Regions from separate parts of the Zea mays genome. Here regions 1 and 3 are each linked to region 2. Evidence: chromatin contacts called from public Hi-C data. All regions are on one chromosome and are shown on one strand. The core of a region is the stretch at or near the end of the contact, and the rest is flanking DNA. Distances in the headings are between cores, read along the strand shown. Region 1 holds the start of LOC100191284 (Short-chain dehydrogenase/reductase SDR). Region 2 holds the start of LOC103643160 (ubiquitin carboxyl-terminal hydrolase 17-like). Region 3 holds the start of LOC100277273 (ENTH/VHS family protein).

Region 1 (2,825 bases), core at 26-2,525, 650 kb before region 2:
GCAACATGAATTTGAAGTTGTCGTGCTGACCGAGTGCCATCAAACTTCTGGCCATACTTGCCAAACACATTAGTTATATAGCTCAACACGAACAGATTCGTAATAGTTAGAATAATCATTGCATGCATGTAAGCTCACAAAAGAAGTATGAGTGCCTTAAATCTTAGCTTTAGGGTCAAGAGCAAAAGCAAAAGAATACAGCATAGGAATGCTCTTCAAGTACTTTAACTACTTAGCTTTTCATAGAATAAAATGCCCTAGCTAGCTCATACATATGTTTTGAGCCTTTGCAATTTGCTTTTTCTCATTCATTTATTTCTATATTGAACACCTGATTATCCTTCGTGGCCTTCATATCATCAATTTCATGATTGCCAATTTTTCTCAACAACCTTTGATATAAATCTATCTTATATATATAAGATACTAGAGTAAAGTTTAGTCTACTAGTTGTCTCAATTACTAAAAAAAACACATGCATGAAGTTTACGTAATGTATGTACATGAACTTCTTTTGTACAATTTCTTTTGTACTATGTACAGTACGTATGGTAAATCTGTACGATACCATCTTTTTAGGACATATGCAATCACACTCTGTACCCTGTTTTTTGAGAGGTCTCTAAGATGTTAATGGAAAAGAATACAAGATATAATTGATTTTAAAGATGTCCCAATGTATCATACAGTTTCTTATATTAACTATATATCTCTTCTATTTAGAAAACTGATCTAGGGCTCTAGATTTTAAGTGCCCTTAGAGCAACGACTCTCCAAGTACCAGCATCGACGAACACCAAGATGCCTGTCCTCAAAGGCACCCGTGGAAAACTGCTCTCTCGCTGTCCGCTAGATACAGGTGGCGGAGGCGGCGGCATGGATGATACATGCACACCGGCCGAGGTGTCATCGGGAGCTGCAGCACTGTGCTGGACATCTCTGGTGATCGAGCAGGGCAGGCGACTGCAGATTCTCTGTTTCCCTCCTTTGCCCGACGACGCGAAAACGCCAAAAAAAAATTAATTTGAGCAAGCTAGGTGATTCCAGTGCCCGCTCTGTAGCGGCCAGCAGCGGATCCAGGGGCTGCGTATCGTGCGCCTAGTTTCTATTGAGAAAATCGTTGCCATATAGTCATAAATTATCCTTAAACTCTAGTTTTGATTCTAAATCCTTATCATTGTCCTCTTTCGAATCCTGGATCCAGGGAGATCCGATCCACCTCCCCCCTGGCTGCGGGGCTGTTAAAAGCAACGGAGAAACCGAGGGAGAGGGGACAACGGACAACCGCCCTTCTCCATCCGGTCTCCAAGCCAACGACTCGAGTCGTTCAAAACTGGACACAGCAGTGAACCGGAGCTGCTTGCTTGCTGTCTCGCCAAGAAGCAAGAGTAGGAGGAGCAGCTGGTCTCTCGCCAAGTCGCGCCTCTCCCTCCTCTCTTCTCTTTTCTCCCTCGCGTCGCGCGCTCCACATGCTGAGCCTGAGGTCAGTATCCGGCTCCAACTCCTCGAGGGGCATCGCCGCCGTGGTCGGCGTCGGCCCCAGGCTGGGCTCGGCGGTGGCGCGCAAGTTCGCCTCCGAGGGCTACACCATCGCCATCCTCTCGCGCGACCTCGGCACGTCCTCCCTCCCATCCTCTCTCTCTCTTTCGATCGGAGCACAAAGCTGAGTCCTTGCGCCTTGCGCGCGTGGCGTCTCGCAGTGAGTAAGTAAGCAAGTGACACGAGAGGTGCGTGCGCGTGGTTGCAGAGAAGCTGTCGCAGCTGGCGGAGGAGATCGCGCAGGCGGCCAAGGCGCAGGTGTTCGCGCTGCGGGTGGACTGCGCCGACGCCCGGTCCGTGCGCGAGGCCTTCGAGGGCGTGCTCTCCCTCGGCCCCGTCGAGGTGCTCGTCTACAACGCCTGCGAGCCGCCTGCAGCCAACGAGGACGCGCGCCCCGCGCCCTTCCTCGCCGTCACCCCCGACGCCTTCCACCGCGCCCTCGCCGTGTCCGCCGGAGGGGCCTTCCACTGCGCGCAACAGGTACGTGCGGTGCGGACTTCCTCCTCCTCCTTGCACACACAGACACAGCACAGCGCATACATACCGATCTCTCTCTCACTAGTCACTGCGCGTGCCGCCCTGCGCTGCGTTGCATGTCGTCGCATCGCAGGTCATCCCGGGCATGGTGGAGAGGGGCAGGGGCACCATCATCTTCACGGGCTCCTCGGCGTCGGTCACCGGCTTCGCCGGCTACTCCGATCTAAGTAAGTGGGGGGTGGCGCGCGCCTACAGAGCCAACAAACCCTGCCTGCTGCCTTTGTAGCTAGCTAGCTTATAAGCGATTCTTAGCTTGACGCGCATGCATGCGTGTGCAGGCAGCGGCAAGTTTGCCCTGCGGGGGCTGTCCCAGTCGCTGGCCAGGGAGTTCCAGCCGGCCGGCGTGCACATTGCGCATGTGATCATCGACGGCGTCATCGGCGAGAGGAGGTCAGTCGTCAGAACTCGGCTACGTACGTACGTTCATTAGCTAGCTAGTAACCCCATCATCCGATCCGATCGATGCGCGCGCATAGTATCGGCCACCGGTCCCCTTTCTTAAGAAGCGCGCATCAAGTTCCTCCGATCCGAGATCATCCACTAGGCAGCTCGCCCGGCGGGCCGCGGCCGCCCCTAGCCCTAGCTAGCGCTAGCTAGCGGCGGGCAGATGCCATGCCCATGCCCCATCCCCAGACTAGCTAGGGACTAGGGAGGGAGTTCATTTCAAAATCTGGCTCGGGAGGCGCCAGGTAGGCGGGGGGGAATACTGTTCTTGTCACTGCTGAGCTGTGTGAGAGAGAGGCAATGAG
Region 2 (2,781 bases), core at 206-2,705:
TAGCTTCAAAATACTTGTTACACAACTTCGAGGTAACTTTGACCCATTTTTTGGCATGGTCCCTGAAAACACACTTTGATCATTGATTATATTATTGTTATATGTCCAGATCTAGTCTGGTACTCCAGTAGTATACTAGTATCGCATCACACATCCACACCCACACATAGATGAAAATTACTTAGATGTATAAGTAATTAATAATATGGAATAACTAGGTTTATGAACATTTCAGCATGAGAATAAAGTATGAATCATTTTCTGTCACATAGTCGAATATACAAACAGATCAATACCAAGTATTTTTGTCCATGAAATTGGTGACCTTGAGGCATGTAAAATAACATGCAAGTTACTACGAGAAGGTTACACCATAGCACATGTTGTGGCCTAATTTGATAAAAGAAAATACAGATTAAATTGGCAGGAACCTAGATTCTAAGTGGCAGAGACATGGAGACAGGGATGTGAAACAAACTGTTGATTTTGTAGGTACAAGCTATCAGGGACTCCGAGAATATGATATCCATCCAAAGCTCTATCGAATCCGAGTTTCTGTGAGGAATCAGCAACGCTGTGCATCGACCCAAGGTTATCGAGCGACGATTTAAAAACGGCCATAAGGATTAAATGAGGGTTAGCAGTGCCCTAAACCAGGGTAGCGTTCCCAAAGGTTTGGTGGAGAGTCTAAATTTTGTGTAATAACTAAAAAAATGTACCAATTACAGGACCCAATCCACTCCAAAATTGTGCAAATCACGTAGTATCTATGTTCCCACAAATTCCCCAATCACTGGATGGAATTAAACAAACTGGAGACTGAATCAGGGGGGCGGTGAAGGCAGGGATTCGCCCGCACTCACCAGTACTTGACGGCCTTGCACTGCTTGCACCTGAACGTGGTGGGCCTGAAGCACACCGCACAGACCCCCTTTGCCCCCACGGACGGCTGCGGCTGCGCGTCGAACTCCTCCTGCGCCGGGACCGGGACCGCCACCGGCGGCGGGCCCCACTCGGGCGCCCCCGCGGCGTGCACGACGCCCGGGAACAGCTCGGAGTAGTAGGCAAGCGCGGACTCGCGCTCCGCCAGCTCGGACTCCTCGGCAGCCAGCCGCGCGAGGCGGCGCACCTCCTCCCTCCGCGCCGCGGCCCGGCGCCAGCGGCCCCGCACCAGCAGCGCCACCGCCGGCACCACGACGAGCGCCACCAGCGCCAGCACCAGGGCCGCCGCCGCCGCCGCCGAGGACGACTCCGCCGCCTCCTCCATTGGGCCCCTGCAGCTCCCCTCCTCAGCCCGGTCCTCCTCCCCCTCCGCGCATAGATCTCGGCCCCGCCGCTCCTACTCGCCGGATCCGGGCCCCGATTCCCACCTAACCGGCGCAAACGCAAATCCGCTGCGAAAATTTCCCCCCTCCCTCTCAGGTTCGGGTTCGTTCCGTGCCTGGTCTGGTCTTGGGAAGTGGCGCGCGCAGAGGCAGGCCAGGCTGCAGCGGCAATGAAGGAAGGCACCAAGCAGCAGCCGGCGGGCAGCGGTACCCGTTTCCGGTCCGCGCACGCTCCCGAGGAATAATTAGACGACTTGTGGAGGGGGCGAGGTGCAAAAGGTGCTCGACGACGAGACAGGCAGGGAGACGGAGACGGGGCAAGTAAGTAAGGGCCTGATTGGTTGCCCGCATATAGGCCAACCAGGCTCACGGTATGCGGTCGTAGTGTGTTTGGTTGTAGGTTGCATCCACGTAACTAGGCGCGTGCTACTTTGCCGCTTGTTTGGTTTGCCGCATATGCATCAGCGCATGTGTCTCGCGATGCAAAAAAGGAGCTCGGGCCAGGCTCTAGAGATGCGACCAAAATCTGCGCATCTGTGGAGCCAGGCTCACGCGATGCACAGCCAGGCTGCCGCGGACCTGGCTCGCTCGGCCATGCTGCCTAGATACGGCAACCAATCAGGCCCTAACGGTACCGGCGGGGCAGCACAGCGGCGCTGACGCGCGGTACAAGAAAGGAATGGGTTCCGACTTCCGACGGACGGGACGGGACCGTGGGCTCTGGTTGTCCGTCCGTGCGTACGAGCGCGCCTGGCCGTCCGATGGGCCTCATCAGTTGGGTCCTGGCCGTTGATGGGATTTCTTTCCGCGGGGGCAAGTCCTCTGCTCGGACTCGGAGCAAGTGCTTAGTTTCCGCGGGAGAGGAAACGCGGGAAACTGTGTGGCGGTACCCGCCATTATTCCGGGGGACCCCACGTGCAGGCTGACGAGCGGACCCCATGCGAGATCTTGTCATGATCGATTTGTTTCCTCTTTGATTGGTGAGGTCTGTCTGGCTGAGTTTCTGATGGATATTGCGTGTTTATTGGAGTGCTAGTATCTCGGTGAAGGTACTTTTTTTATGAGGAAACTTCGGCAGGCCGATCTTTTCCCATTGTGTGGTTCCTTTGTGTCACGTCACTTGAGACGAACCTTAGTATTCTGATGCAAGTCGTTTCCTGCCAACATTCGGTTCCCATCCCCCCATGCTTAATGCGTCCAAAAAAAATAAAATCTGGTGACCTTCCAACTAGGCAAATGATCGTCCAGAAAAAGGTGACATAGGGATTATAGGAAGTTGATACAAGTGAACTTTGCCGACAGAAACTAGGCAGTGTGTGTTCACCGAACCAGGCCTCCATTTTCCAGCGACTTTTGCTCCACCCACCCAACAATTTCCGTCCGAGATTTTCCGCGTCCTAGGTTGGATTGGACTTGCTTGGAGTTGCGCGCGCGGACCAAGCGTCAACTACCGCTA
Region 3 (2,738 bases), core at 232-2,731, 860 kb after region 2:
GCTGAAGTGTGCAGTGGGCTAATGGCGTACGCATCTGTTTTTGCCGATACTAAAGCACAAATTTATGGACATTTGCGAGCAAGTCTTGTCCCTTTTTTGTATCCATGCTTATCATAAAGTATAAAAATAGAAGATGAGATGAAACTTAATTGTGCTAGGAGGGGAAAAAAGATAGAAATTACAGTAATAGGCCGGTCAAATCAATGGTTAATCTAGAGAAAAAGAGAATTGCAGTATTCATCGACCGAGCGATCAAGGCCGTGAATAATCGGCGGAAACCTGGCACTGTAGCTGCCCCTGCAGCTTCTTGGTTGTCCTTCGCTGCTCCGGTTGCGACAGACTCTGGAAGCCTGAGGCCCTGCTGGTGCTCAAGGACAAGGAACCGAGCAACCTGGCGGACCATGTGCCGCTGGTGCTGTCCTTCACCGAGTGGGCGTCCCAGGCGTCGTCCATGAGCCCCTGGTGCTGCTGCTGGTCCTCGCCGTCGCCTTCGTCCACTGTGGCTGCCCACCTGCTGCCGCTCTTGTAATTCGACGAGGCGGCCCAACAGTCGTCGTCGGCCGTGTAGGCGTCGCATTTTTTGTCGTGGCGGTAGTCGGCGTCGGGGGCGCAGGTGAGGCACATGGTAGGGCTGTCGGAGTAGTGGGAGCCGCCGCCGAAGGACCAGGTGCGCGAGGTCCTGGAGGAGGCGGAGGACGACGCCGAGGACGGGGAGGACGACGACGTCGGGCTGCCGAAGCCCCCGCCGCCGCCGTGCACCTCGTGGGAGACCCTGCGCCGCGCCTCCCTGAGGCGGTCGGCGTCCGTGAGCAGCGACAGGACGCTGTCGGTCCGGCGCTGCATGCAGGCGCCCCAGTCGAAGCCCTTGTCGTCCACGTAGTGGAAGCTGCGGAGGTCGTGCATGGCGCGCACGTCCGCCAGGAACTCGCGGGGCAGGTCCTCGGGGCCGTGGGTCAGCAGGAACTCCAGCACCACCAGCGCCTTGTACACGGGGCGCCACTCCTTCCAGTCGGCGGCGCGGCTCAGCCTCTGGTGCAGCACCTTGGCGATCCTCCACAGGTCGTCCATGTCGAAGGCGGCGTCTGCGATGCACGCCAGCGTCTTGGCGTCGGGGACGCAAGGCTCGTTGTTGGTGGCCTCCTGGGCCAGCCTGCACGCACGCATGCCTGAGTATCCATCCGATCACATCACCATGCATCACCCTATACCATCCAGTGTATCGTCAGGCACTCACAGCTCTGCCGGCGTCACGTCGCCCAGCGCCAGCCTCGCCTGCTTGTACTTGTCCTGCAGGAACCCCGACGCCTGCCGTTTCACCTGGCCGGCCAGCAGCTGCCACCGCGCCGTGCTTGCGGCCATCGCCGTCGTCAGTCAGCCCGTCCTAATTGGAATCGATCCAGCTGCCAGTCTCAGCAGGCAACTGAATGAATCTATCTACCAATCCCAAACCCAAACGCATGCTGCATGGATGGTGGTGGCGGAGAATGCATGGGGATGAGATGGCCGGAGACACAAGGCGCGGTCGTGGGACGGACGGATGGATGGATGGCCGAGGCCGGCCGGGCATGCATGCGCGACTTTGGTTGCGCAGCGACTAAGCCAAGCCAGCCACCCGCCAAATCGCGCGTCGTTCTCGGCGCCGCATGCAGCCGGGGCGGACCTGTTGCTTCCACCTCCATTCATCAGTCGCCGCTCATCATGGTAATTTGGAACCTCCCAACTATTTACGCGAATTCGATTTGTTTTTTTGGACTCTTTTAAACTTTTTAAGCCCTACCTCCGTGGATGGTTTAAAAAAGAACAGTTTTGGCTATATCTACATGACACCAGGCAGCCAACCAGGAAATAAATGGTTTCATATCTGCTGTCTTTGTTCCTTTGTTTGTTTAGAATTATTTGATCTTATATGGCCTCCCAAAATTTAAAGCTAACAGAGGATTCAGACGAGGATATATCCTTGTAGACCGCGGAGTGAATCATCACACAGTCCATGCAAATTGCGAGCAATGTTTCCTCAGAAGTAATGTCTTGCTTAACCATCAAGATGTGCAATGAAAAATCAAGTTCTGATTGCACATTAACAGCGTATATCATGTGATTTAACTTGTAGCAACACTATCGCCTCCAAGAGGCATCAGCTAACAACATTCAAACAGAACCAAACGCTTTCTCATTTGTCATCACCATCAATACATCATAGTCAACTTGCACACTAGAAGCGTATAAGAGCATCTCCAACAACGTGACTTATAAAGATACCATATAATTTAAAAATGAGTATATTTTATAGAATTTATGGTATCAATAAAACATTCCGCTCCAACAGTAAAAACCTCAAATCTAGATTATAGGGCAGCCCACTGTGGTGTAGTATATTTGAGGCACTTGAGAGGATGCCCTATAGTTTTTGACCAAATTTTATGAAATGAGACATTGTTGGAGTAGTTTTTCCTGCGTAAAACCTTATATTTCAATTTGAAATACTAGTTTGAGGCATTGTTAGAGATGCTCTAATCGAGTAGGAAGTCAATTTGTTTTCAAGAGAGTTGTAATCACTTGACGTAACTTTCTTGAATTTACTAAAATCTTTTCCTTATAAAAAATGTCAGGCTCCATATATTTTCTAAAATCATGCTCTATATTGTAGCATCTAGCTCAGAAAATATAGAATGATTTTAGAAAAAAGAAAGTGAAACCGATTTCATATTTTTTGGACTCATCAAACTTTCTATGTTTTT

The links. Hi-C and Micro-C count contacts between places; a contact is called where the count stands out from the background.
Region 1: a Hi-C map of ear shows a contact between it and region 2, with 3 times the contacts expected there. The contact joins the promoter of LOC100191284 here to the promoter of LOC103643160 in region 2. A contact is called at or near these places in 4 of 25 Hi-C or Micro-C datasets (ear, endosperm, leaf and 1 more).
Region 3: a Hi-C map of leaf shows a contact between it and region 2, with 5 times the contacts expected there. The contact joins the promoter of LOC100277273 here to the promoter of LOC103643160 in region 2. A contact is called at or near these places in 7 of 25 Hi-C or Micro-C datasets (bundle sheath, ear, leaf and 2 more).

The regions. Positions count from the first base shown.
Region 1 is chr1:204,351,671-204,354,495 of Zm-B73-REFERENCE-NAM-5.0, forward strand. It overlaps LOC100191284 (Short-chain dehydrogenase/reductase SDR), which reads left to right and starts at 1,276. Exons shown (of 5, transcript NM_001136718.2): 1 at 1,276-1,614; 2 at 1,748-2,019; 3 at 2,150-2,243; 4 at 2,355-2,466. The coding sequence starts at 1,470.
Region 2 is chr1:205,004,289-205,007,069 of Zm-B73-REFERENCE-NAM-5.0, forward strand. It overlaps LOC103643160 (ubiquitin carboxyl-terminal hydrolase 17-like), which reads right to left and starts at 1,456. Exons shown (of 11, transcript NM_001326697.1): 1 at 864-1,456. The coding sequence starts at 1,267.
Region 3 is chr1:205,868,310-205,871,047 of Zm-B73-REFERENCE-NAM-5.0, forward strand. It overlaps LOC100277273 (ENTH/VHS family protein), which reads right to left and starts at 1,482. Exons shown (of 2, transcript NM_001398925.1): 1 at 1,235-1,482; 2 at 93-1,150. The coding sequence starts at 1,359. The coding sequence ends at 253.